Regions from separate parts of the Mus musculus genome. Here region 2 is linked to region 1. The links are chromatin contacts, called in public HiChIP or PLAC-seq maps. All regions are on one chromosome and are shown on one strand. The core of a region is the stretch at or near the end of the contact, and the rest is flanking DNA. Distances in the headings are between cores, read along the strand shown.

The links. HiChIP or PLAC-seq counts read pairs in DNA pulled down with a chosen protein or histone mark.
Region 2: an Esrrb HiChIP or PLAC-seq map of expanded potential stem cells shows a contact between it and region 1, with 25 times the contacts expected there. The contact joins two enhancer-like sites. A contact is called at or near these places in 2 of 15 datasets of contacts at CTCF or cohesin (the NIH/3T3 cell line and embryonic stem cells), 8 of 484 Hi-C or Micro-C datasets (the C2C12 cell line, the CH12 cell line, the G1E-ER4 cell line and 4 more), 20 of 115 datasets of contacts at active chromatin or transcription factors (CD4 single positive thymocytes, astrocytes, bone marrow-derived dendritic cells and 10 more) and 2 of 9 other capture datasets (adipose tissue and macrophages).

The regions. Positions count from the first base shown.
Region 1 is chr4:145,431,099-145,437,093 of GRCm38.p6, reverse strand. It overlaps Gm42346 (gastrula zinc finger protein XlCGF71.1-like), which reads right to left. Exons shown (of 3, transcript XM_030253952.1): 2 at 3,280-3,348. Among named protein-coding and RNA genes, the nearest start is that of Gm42346, 22 kb to the right of the region's middle. Within about 2 kb of position 2,878, at least 6 of the 459 cell types and tissues checked have an H3K27ac peak or open chromatin away from gene starts, as enhancers often do. A contact at or near this core is called in expanded potential stem cells, where this site is marked.
Region 2 is chr4:147,495,983-147,501,717 of GRCm38.p6, reverse strand. The region is part of intron 2 of Zfp982 (zinc finger protein 982); the gene reads right to left. Among named protein-coding and RNA genes, the nearest start is that of Zfp985, 54 kb to the left of the region's middle. Within about 2 kb of position 4,022, at least 1 of the 459 cell types and tissues checked has an H3K27ac peak or open chromatin away from gene starts, as enhancers often do. A contact at or near this core is called in expanded potential stem cells, where this site is marked.

The DNA.
Region 1 (5,995 bases), core at 1,629-4,128:
AAGAGTCCTGGAAGGATGAAAAGTCCCCACGCAGTTACAGGAAACTGAACCTGAATACCACAAGAAAAAGTACCCTTAACTGCAGAGCCACAGCTTTGATTCTTAATTAGCTACTGTGGAGACATAAATCAATAAACATTGGGACAGAATTTATGGAGCATGAAGGATACTTTCTTAGAGTGTCAGGGTGAGTGCAAGCACAGTCATGAAAGACAGTTGCACAGAAGTGGGGTGGTAAAGATACATTGAGAAATTTGGCAGTGAGATACTTTCACATAATTACATATGTGAGGGCTTACAAGCTTGAAAATGAGTCACTTGGAAAATAGTACAGAGAAAGACATTAATAAGGTTATTTAGAAATTAATGAATAGAGACTCAAAGAGAATGCAATGGTTTAATATAATGGACTTGTTCCTGTGAAGACACTAAAGTCCTAACAAAATAATGTTCAGCTTATTTAAATTAAAAGAAGGTTTGTGTATCGATGAGAGCTAGAGCTAAAAAGGAGACACTGCCATGTATGACAATGACTGCAGTGTTCCCTTATGCAGTACTATAGAGAGGTATACACAAATCCATCACAATTGAAGAAGATGTGATGAGTCCTAGAAAAAAAGTGAAAAAAATATCACCCTTCTACATTACAGAAGTAGGACACACATCAAGAACGGGTCAGACTGAAATAGGAAGAGTTTCCTCTGACAGTATCTGAGGACTGCACAGATTAGCATGGAATTCTTCTTTCCTTAGGCAAACCTTATACTATTGCCAAAAGGATAATATTATGTAAAAGGCAAAGAAGAGAAATGCTAGAAAGACATCACACAAAGTTGGTGTACATCTACACCCCAAACAGATAAACAGAAGCAAATATATGGCCAAAGCCTTCCAGTGAAAAACAGACACCATATTCAATAAATGGTTCTGGTTCAAGTGTCAGTCCACATGTAGAAGAATGCCAATTGATTCACTCCTACCGCCTTGTACAATGCTCAAGTCAACGTGGATCAAGAACCTCCACATAAAACCAGATACACTGAATCTACTAGAAGAGAAAGGGGGGAAAAGCCTTCAACACATCTGCAAAGGGTAAAATTTCCTGAACAAAACAGAAATGGCTCAAGTTCGAAGGTCAACTATGGACAAATGGGATCTCATAAAATTAAAAAGCCTCTGTAAGGCAAAGGACACTGTCAATAGGACAAAACAGCAACCCACAAAATGGTAAAAGATCTTAACCATTCCTCTGTCTGACAGAGGGCTAATGTCCACTATATAGAAAGAACTCAAGAAGTTAGACTCTAGAGAACCAAATAACCCTATTAAAAATAGGGTACATGGGGGCTAGTGAGATGGCTCAGCGGTTAAGAGCACTGACTGCTCTTCTAAAGGTCCTGAGTTCAAATCTCAGCAACCACATGGTGGCTCACAACAATCTGTAACGAAATCTGATGCCATCTTCTTGAGTGTCTGAAGACAGCGACAGTACACTTACATATAATAAATAAATATTAAAAACAAAAAAAAATAGGGTACACAGCCATGGAAGGAGTTACAGAGACAAAGTTTGGAGCTGAGACTAAAGGAAGGGCCATCCAGAGACTGCCCTACCCAGGGATCCATCCCATAAACAACCCCCAAAACCAGACACCATTTCAACTGTCAACAAGATTTTGCTGACAGGACACTGACATACCTGTCTCCTCTGAAGCTATACCATTTCCTGGCAAATAAACTGGATGTTCAACCAGGAGGTGATGGAGCATGCCTTTAACCCCAGCACTTGGGAGGTAGACGCATTAGGATTTCTGAGTTCGAGGCCAGCCTGGTCTACAAAGTGAGTTCCAGGACAGCCAGGGTTATACCGAGAAACCCTGTCTTAAGAAAAGAAAAGAAAAGAAAAGAAAAGAAAAGAAAAGAAAAGAAAAGAAAAGAAAAGAAAAGAAAAGAAAAGAAAAGAAAAGAAAAGAAAAGAAAGGAGGGGAGGGGAGGGGAGGGGAGGGGAGGGGAGGGGAGGAGAGGAGAGGAGTAAAGAAAAAGAAAGGAAGGAAGGAAGGAAGGAAGGAAGGAAGGAAGGAAGGAAGGAAGGAAGGAAGGAAGAAAGGAAGAGAGAGAAAAAGAGAGAAAGAAAGAAAGTGGATGCTCACAGTCATCTATTGGATGGAGCACAGAGTTCCAAATGAAGGACCTACGGAAACTACCCAAGGAGATGAAGGGGTCTGCAGCCTTATAGGAGGAACAACAATATGAACAAACCAGTACAAACAGTGCTCCCTTGGACTAAACCACCAGGCAAAGAAAACACATGATTGGACTGTGTCTCTAGCTGCATATGTAACAGAGGAAGGCTTAGTGTGAGGAGAGGCCCTAGGACTTACAAAGATTCTATGCCCCAGTATAGAGGAATGCCAGGGCCAGAAAGAGGGAGTGGGTGGTTTGGGGAGCAGAGAGAGGTGGGAGAGGATAGAGGATTATCAGAGAGGAAACTAGGAACAGGGATAGCATTTGAAACATAAATGAGCCTGGCTAGGTGGCCCACCCCTTTAATCCCAGCACTCTGGAGGCAGAGGCAGGTGGATTTCTGAGTGCAAGGCCTGCCTGGACTACAAAGTGAATTCCAGTGCATATGCAAGGACCACAGTTGAAGAAAGGGCCACCAACCCATCTAAAGATTTTTAACCCAGAATGGTTCCTTTCCAAAGGAAATGCAGGGACAAAGAATGGATCAGAAACTGAAGAAACGGCCATCCAGAGACTGCCCCACCTAGGGATCCATCCCATCTTCGGACACCAAACCGAGACACTATTACAGATGCCAAGACGCACTTGCTGAAAGGAGCCTGGTAGTGCTATCCCCTGAGGCCATGCCACAGTCTGACCAATACAAATCCATTTGTGGTGCTTGCAGATAACCATCAGACTGAGCACAGGAACCCCAATGCAAATTAAGTGACACAGGAGACCTTCCTTCCACACTAATATAAAAGGTCAAAATTCGATCCAAAATAAAAATTCGCAATCGATATATTTTTTGAGCATCATTTACAATAGATTACCATTGAGATTTGCAGGTTTTCAGTCCATGGAAATTGCACGGAAAATATAATGGTGTTATATATGTGAAAAGACCAAACCGTTAAATTCTCCTCATCCCAGAAGAAAATGAAGAGATTAGAAAAAATCCTCTTAGATAATATGACCACATATAGATAACAGAACTATGCAGTGGTTTGAATGAAAAAGGATTTTTCAAAGAAATGTGGACAGCACACTGACCTGTGGAGTGTTTACCAGAGAAGAACTCATCCTTTTTCTTTTTTCCCTGTTTCAAATATTGGAACTCTTCTTGAAGTTTCACAACAGGGTTTGAAAAATACAAAAATGAAATTACTACAACTACGTAATAGACAATGATAAACCACATAAAAGAACATTAAAAGCAAAATGATACAAAGAATCTTGTCAACACTTCTACAGACATGAGAGCATGGCATGACATATTTAGTGTAGTAAGGAATATAAGTATAATCTGAGGACGCTTTCTGACCTCAGTGGGCACCTGGCATAAACACAGAGCATATGCATCCAGGCTGTAAAACACTATTATCAGGTTTGTTACTGAGAACTTATCTTCCTGGGACTAGAGTCAAGGACAAATGGCTAGTGCCTACCATGAATCATGCCCAGAGTTGAATGGTGTTTCATTCATTTCAGGTAAGCATTGAGAAGGAATAAAAAAGGGGGAGCTTATTCAGCAGCAAATTTCAGAGGCTGAAAACACACCAGGCCTTAGATAATACTGTATGGAGAGTAGAAGCTTACATGACTAGGCCTAGGTTAATAGATGTAGTCAGGAATCCTCCCAAATTACAGTGACAATAGGAGAATGAAACTTACTTATACAGTAAAAAATAGACACTGCTCAGTATAAAAGCTCTCAAGAATATAAGAGAAGAAACATACCTCAGAAATAAGGCAAGCAGACTCAAAACTAAAGCAACCAGTACAGAGAAGGTCAACAATAATTATTTCACTCTAGTGGGGACTAATGCAACACAGAGCATCAATAAGAACACAGGTCAAGGACAGGAAAACATTTAGAGTGGACAGAATAGGTGATTCAGAAAGCAAGTAGACCTTCTGGAGAAAACCACCTCATATCAGACAATTCACTCTCAACAGACATCTTAAGACACCCTCACAGTAACTTTCTTTTTTTAAAAATATTTTTATTAGGTATTTTCCTCATTTACATTTCCCTATATACATTTACATCCCTATTTAAAACTATGGAGACGGCCACAGATCTAACGGGGTTATTAAAAAAAATATTCTGGCAATCATAAAATTTATTAAAACATGACCTTGAACCCAATTCACAGGGTCTCAAACTTCCTGACAATGGTAAGATATCCACAACAAAATTGTAAGAGTGGCGGCAGAAAATGCACCACTGTTCCACATGCTGGCCTTGCTCCTGCCCATTTCCCAGCCCAGCGCTCCTCTGACCTGGAAGGTGACAGGACCAGCTGCTGAATATCCTAGGAGGCCAGCACAACAACAGCTGCTTAAGGAAGTTTTCAGGTGCCGCAAGTACTGGGCATGACTCTTCCACCAGGAGTTCCTTACCACGAGGCAGCGGAGAAACAAAGAGAATGATGAAATGGCAGAACTTCCTTTTACTTCTGCCTAGCCCCTCCTTCTGGACCCGCCCAATATTCAACAGCTTCCTGGAATTCTTCTAGGCCCACCTACTTCCGGACCTTTTAATTCATTAGCTTCCCAGTTATTCACAGCAATTTTTTTGTTTTGGATTTCTGCTTGTTTGCTTGCTTGCTTGTTTTTCCTTTGCTTTTAATTTGTCTTTTCCTTAAACTCATCAATTCATGCAGGAATCCCACAGTCCCCATCAGGAACCCCTCCCCCAACTCTGTTGCAGGCTGCCTTTCACACAACTTCCCTGGACCTACTCTGCACAGCTTCTCCACAAAGTTGCTGCCAGACTAGACCAGAGCTGGATGTAGTAGGACACTGCACCTGGGTTCTGAACCCTTCAGATACAATGGATCCTTCCTAACTTCTCATATTTTGAGTCTAGCCCTCTGGACTAAAAATGCACACAATTAAGCAATTCCTCTAAATTCTGATGCTCAGAACCCAAAACAAACAGAAACTACGATAAAATGTCCTTGTCTCAAACTTCAAACCATATATGTACCCTATAAGGAGCACAATTTACATGATATCCAAGATAAAGAATTGAAAAGCCACAGTCATGATCAAGGAGATTAAAGTTTGTAAACCATGAAAATCCACTCAGAGAGGAAGAAAATGAATGATGAACAAGAAAATAATACCAGATTCCTGAAGGAAATGTCGACAATATAAAATATTTAAATTGAGTTCAATAGGTGCTTAGAAATGTCCTCCCCAAAAGACCCTGAAAACAAAATGCAGTAAGGCAAATAAAAATAATACATAGAGAACCTGTGGGAGACAGATTATCAGACTTAAAGAAAAGGTAGAGGAGATGGATGCCTCAGTCAAAGAAGATGATGAATTAAAATGATGTTAGGGGAGGATTATCCAATATATATAAAGAACTCAAGAAGATGGACTCCAGAAAATAAAAAAAAAAATTTAAAAATGGGGCTCAGATCTAAACAAAGAATTCTCAACTGAGGAATATGGAATGGCTGAGAAGCACCTAGAAGACTGTTCAACATCGTTAATCATCAGGGAAATGCAAATCACAACAACCCTGAGAATCCACCTCACACTACTCAGAATGGCTAAAATAAAAAATTCAGGGGACAGCAGATGCTGGAGAGGATGCAGAGAAAGAGGAACACTCCTCCATTGTTGGTGGGATTACAAGCTTATACAACCACTCTGGAAATCATTCTGGCGGTTTCTCAGAAAATTGTACATAGTACTATTAGAGGATCCAGCAATACCTCTCCTGGGCATATATCCAGAATGTGTTCTAACT
Region 2 (5,735 bases), core at 2,773-5,272, 2.1 Mb before region 1:
ATTAAGGAACTCCACATAAAACCAGAGACAATGAAACTTATAGAGGAGAAAGTACGGAAAAGCCTCGAAGACATGGGTACAGGGGAAAAATTCCTGAATAGAACAGCAATGGCTTGTGCTGTAAGATCGAGAATCGATAAATGGGACCTCATAAAATTGCAAAGCTTCTGCAAAGCAAAAGACACCGTCAATAAGACAAAAAGGCCACCAACAGATTGGGAAAGAATCTTTACCTATCCCAAAACAGATAGGGGACTAATATCCAATATATATAAAGAACTGAAGAGGGTGGACTCCAGAAATTCAAATAACCCCATTAAAAAATGGGGCTCAGAGCTGAACAAAGAATTCTCACCTGAGGAATACTGAATGGCTGAGAAGCACCTGAAAAAATGTTCAACATCCTTAATCATCAGGGAAATGCAAATCAAAACAACCCTGAGATTCCACTTCACTCCAGTCAGAATGGCTAAGATCAAAAATTCAGGTGACAGCAGATGCTGGCGAGGATGTGGAGAAAGGGGAAAACTCCTCCATTGTTAGTGGGATTGCAAGCTTGTACAACCACTCTGGAAATCAGTCTGGCGGTTCCTCAGAAAATTGGACATAGTACTACTGGAGGATCCAGCAATACCTCTCCTGGGCATATATCCAGAAGATGTCACAACCAGTAAGAAGGACACATGCTCCACTATGTTCATAGCAGCCTTATTTATAATAGCCAGAAGCTGGAAAGAACCCAGATGCCCCTCAACAGAGGAATGGATACAGAAAATGTGGTACATTTACACAATGGAATACTACTCAGCTATTAAAAAGAATGAATTTATGAAATTCCTAGGCAAATGGATGGACCTGGAGGGCATCATCCTGAGTGAGGTAAACCAATCACAAAGGAACTCACACAATATGTACTCATTGATAAGTGGATATTAGCCCAGAAACTTAGGATACCCAAGATATAAGATACAACTTGCTAAACACATGAAATTCAAGAAGAAGGAAGACCAAAGTGTGGACACTTTACCTCTTCCTAAAAATGGGAACAAACTACCCATGGAAGGAGTTACAGAGACAAAATTTGGAGCTATGACAAAAAGATGGACCATCTAGTGATTGCCCTATGCAGGGATCCATCCCATAATCAGCTTCCAAACGCTGACACCATTGCACACACTAGCAAAATTTTGCTGAAAGGACCCAGATATAGCTCTCTCTTGTGAGACTATGCCAGCGCCTAGCAAATACAGAAATGGATGATCACAGTCAGCTATGGGATGGATCACACGGCCCCCAATGCAGGAGCTAGAGATACTACCCAAAGAGCTAAAGGGAACTGCAACCCTATAGGTGGAACAACAATATGAACTAACCAGTACCCCAGAGCTCTTGTCTCTAGCTGCATATGCATCAAAAGATGGCCTAGTCGGCCAGCACTGCAAAGAGAGGCCCATTGGACTTGCCAACTTTATATGCCCCAGTACAGGGGAACACCAGGGCCAAAAAGGGGGAGTGGGTGGGTAGGGGATTGGGGGGGGTGGATATGGGGGACCTTTGGGATAGCATTGAAAATGTAAACGAGGAAAATACCTAATAAAAAAATTAACATAAATAAACAAATATAAGCCAAAAAACCTATTAAAAAATAAATAAATAAATAAATAAATAAATAAATAAATAAATAAATAAATAAATAAAATAAAATTCCCCTAGCCCAAATCACTAATGGAATACCAATTCTCATGACAAAATGAATTATGAAACAAACTCAAGAGGCAAAAGTCAAAATATAATCTGAACACCATTCAATGTGGACAAATGACATGAAGAGGGAACAAAGCACAGGAATTCAAAGAAGGCAGAAACAAACTTAATGAAAGACCAGAGAACTCCTACAAGTGGGTAAGAAAATAATTTACATATGCAGGTTGTGAACATTATATCCAGAGATATAAAAGTCTAAGGAATGGTCACTCTGAAATGAAACAAGAAATGAACTCTGTAAGCCTGGTGGTAATTCATTGGCCAATATATGAAGATATAGATTTCAGACAAAAAAAAAAAAAGAAAAAGAAAGAAAAAAAAGAAAAGAAAAGAGAAGAAAAGAGAAGAGAAGAAAAGAAAGAAAAGAAAAGAAAAGAAAAGAAAAGAAAAGAAAAGAAAGAAAAGAAAAGAAAAGAAAAGAAAAGAAAAGAAAAGAAAAGAAAAGAAAAGAAATCAGCCTGTCAATGACAGAGGTCTTCCATCCTAGCTGTCAGGGGGCTCAGGCAGGCAGATTGATGTGATCTAAAAGCCATTCTGGTTTCTATATCAGGACACATGAAAATCAGGACTAGAGTGTGGGACCAAGTTTTATAAACAAACAAACACACAAACAGGAAACCCATACAAGAAATTGGAGCTTTGTTTTCTACATTGATATCAAAATCAGTTTAAAAATTACAAGGATATTAGAAGACTGATTATATAGGTATGAATGAATAAATCTCCTATTGGATAATACTTTTAAAGTTGGATCCTCAGTGGATCACAATGCTTTGAGGAATTTAGTTGTTGGAATATTACTGAATAAAGTAGGAAACTGAGGTTGGCTATGAGAAAAAAGAATAGATCCAAGCCATCTTTTTTCTATTTATTTATTTATTTATTTATTTATTTATTTATTTATTTATTTATTTGGACTTTCGAGACAGGGTTTCTCTGTGTAGCCTTGGATGTCCTGAAACTCACTCTGTAGACCAGGCTAGCCTCGAACTCAGAAATCCACCTGTCTGCCTCCCAAGTGCTGGGATTAAAGGCGTGTGCCACCACTGCCCAGCGACCCAAGCCATCTTAATTCTCTCTTCCTCTTTAATGACTGGGGTTGAGGAAGTGATCTTTCACCTTTCTACTTCAACAACATAGCTATGTTCTACCCGTCTTTCCTGCCATGGATGATGGTTATCCTCTGGAAGCAATACACCAAGTAGTCTTTTTCTTCTATTAGTTTCCTTGAACATGGTGCTTTATGAAAGCAGCAAACAAAAACCAATTACAGTAAAACATATTCTGATTGGATTTAAGGTTGCCTTTCAGAGAGAGAATTCATGTCATATTCTGAAACCTAATCAAGAACAGGAAGTATGTTAGGTCATGGGAATTATGAGGCCATTTTAAGAAATGGTATCATCTAAAATTATCATAGTCATATTGTGTTGTCTCCTTTCAGTAAAAGGTAGATGAGTTAATGGACTCAGACTCACAGCATACATTTAGACATTGTAATGTATATATTTGAGGTTTAGATGCAGGAATATATCTTTATGAACACGTTTTTGATAATAAGAACAATTCCAGTGTTACATCTAGTTTATAGATAGTAAAGTGATGGTGAGTAAAACTGTGCTTCCAAATTCTACAACTATCAGTATTGTTCAAATAAGAACCGAGTACCTCTCTTGTCTGAAGTTGGGTGTCAACAGCACGTCTAAAATGCTCAGTTTGGATTTTAAGGCCTATAAATAGTAGTGTATCCTTTCTAGAAGAAAGAAATAGAGTTCAGAATACCAAATACAAGAATGACTTAAGAGAAATAATTTTTTTTCTATTGTAGCAGTTAGGAAGTGTAAAATCAGTGTATACAAACAAAATTACAAACAAGACATAGAATCAAATACCTTGTGATGTGATTGAATAAGAATATTTTCATGAAGAATTAAATGATTGTTTAATGAAGAATTAATTTGAGAATATTTAATGATATAAAGTTAGCAATAGGTAGCATTAATATAATGTAATATTTTTGACTATATGACAAAATCAATACAGATAATAATTTGATGAATTACACAGTGGTTTCCCTTCAGAATGGTTAGACATACATGTATAACTAAATGACATATGTGAAAAAAAAAGTGATATAGTAGAATAGTTTTTATAATGGAAATGACCATATTAAGATGTATAAGAATCACACTAATACTTCATTATTTATGGATACTTTATTACTCGTGAATCTATTACTGGCACAACTGAAAATACAAAACTTTTGAATTCACCAATATTCTTCTCTTTATTATTTGAGCTCATTGATCTAACATGATTATAGATTACATAAAAAAGAATCATGTAAAGTTCTTTGACTTCATCCCTACTCTTTTCTTAATTATTTGAGCTCATCCATCTAAAACGGTTAGCGGTTGGACATATAAGTATCATTAGGACTGAAGAAATGACTCAGGGGTAACTGGCATTTGCTATTCCTGAAAGGAAACACAGCCTAATTCTGTCTTCACAGCAATAGTGATTAAAAACAGCATGGTATTAGTACACAGACTGACAAGTTGATTAATGACATGGAATTGAAGACACAGAAATAAAACCACACACTTACACACACATGATTTTTAACAAAGAAGCGAAAAATATATAATGGAAAAAAGAAAGCATCTTCAATAAACGGTACTGGTTTAACTGGCTGTCTGTATGTAGAAAAATGAAAATAGACCCATATTTGTCACCTTGCACAAGGCGCAAGTCCAAGTGAATCAAGGACCTCAACATAAAATCACATACACTCAGTCTAAAAGAAGAGAAAGTGGGAAAGAGCCTTGAACTCATTAGGCACCAGGGGATATTTCCTAAATAGAACTCGAATGCCTCATTCTCTAAGATCAAGAATTGATAAATGGGACCTCCTGAAACTAGAGAGCTTCTGTAAGGCAAACAACATAGTCAATAAGACAAATCAACAACCTACAGATTGGGAAAAAACCAGCACTAACTCCACAGACAATAGAGGGCTAATATCCAAAATATATAAAGAACTTAAGAAGATAACCACCAAAAAACCAAACATCCCAGTCCAAAAATGGTGTGTATGGCTACACCAAGAATTCACAACTGAAGACTCTCCAATTACTGAAAACCACTTAAAGAAATGTTCAAAGTCCATAGTCAGACAAACATGGTTTGTAGAGGGAAACTGCCAATTCAGAGAGAGCTGAATAAAAAGCCAGCAGTGGGGAAAAGGCAACACTATAAAAGAAGGAAGAAGTGGAGTTATGGAAATCCATGCTGTCATTTACCATGGAACATGGAATTATGAATATATGACAGCATGAATACCCATCCAAAACCTTCCTCAGAACATACATGAAACACAAGGATAGGATGAAAACATGAATAACAAGGGATGAGACAGAGATAGAAGAGACGGTAACTGTGTAAGCACTTTGGGACACTTCATGTGGGAAGGCCATTCACCTGAAAACGCAAGCACTAGGAGATTTAGTTAGCACAGATGAGAGTAAACTCTAGGAGCTCTGTAATATCTGCAAGACCAAAGAAACCAGATAATGCAAATCCTCTACCAGAATGATTCTCTGTGAATATTCTAACAATTGTAATATTCATGAAATGAGTATAATCCCTAATTCATGTGATAGAAAATTTACTGACAACAGGAATTTTTGAAAAATAAAAATTGGAGATGCAGGGAAAAATACATTGCTGTCATAAATTTACAATATGTATAACTTGATGCCCTGGGCATTTGTAGACAGACAGCATCAAGAGTGTAATAAAAAATGGGCATAGGAATACATGAATTTTCAGGGAGTAATGAGGACATTTTTCAAAGTATGTCACTTTATGATTCTTACCTGTGACATACAGGCTGAGTATTGTTGTCATTTCTACCAGAAATAGACCATAAATTCCTGCTCCAAGGACAGATGTTGTACTTTAAATTCAAA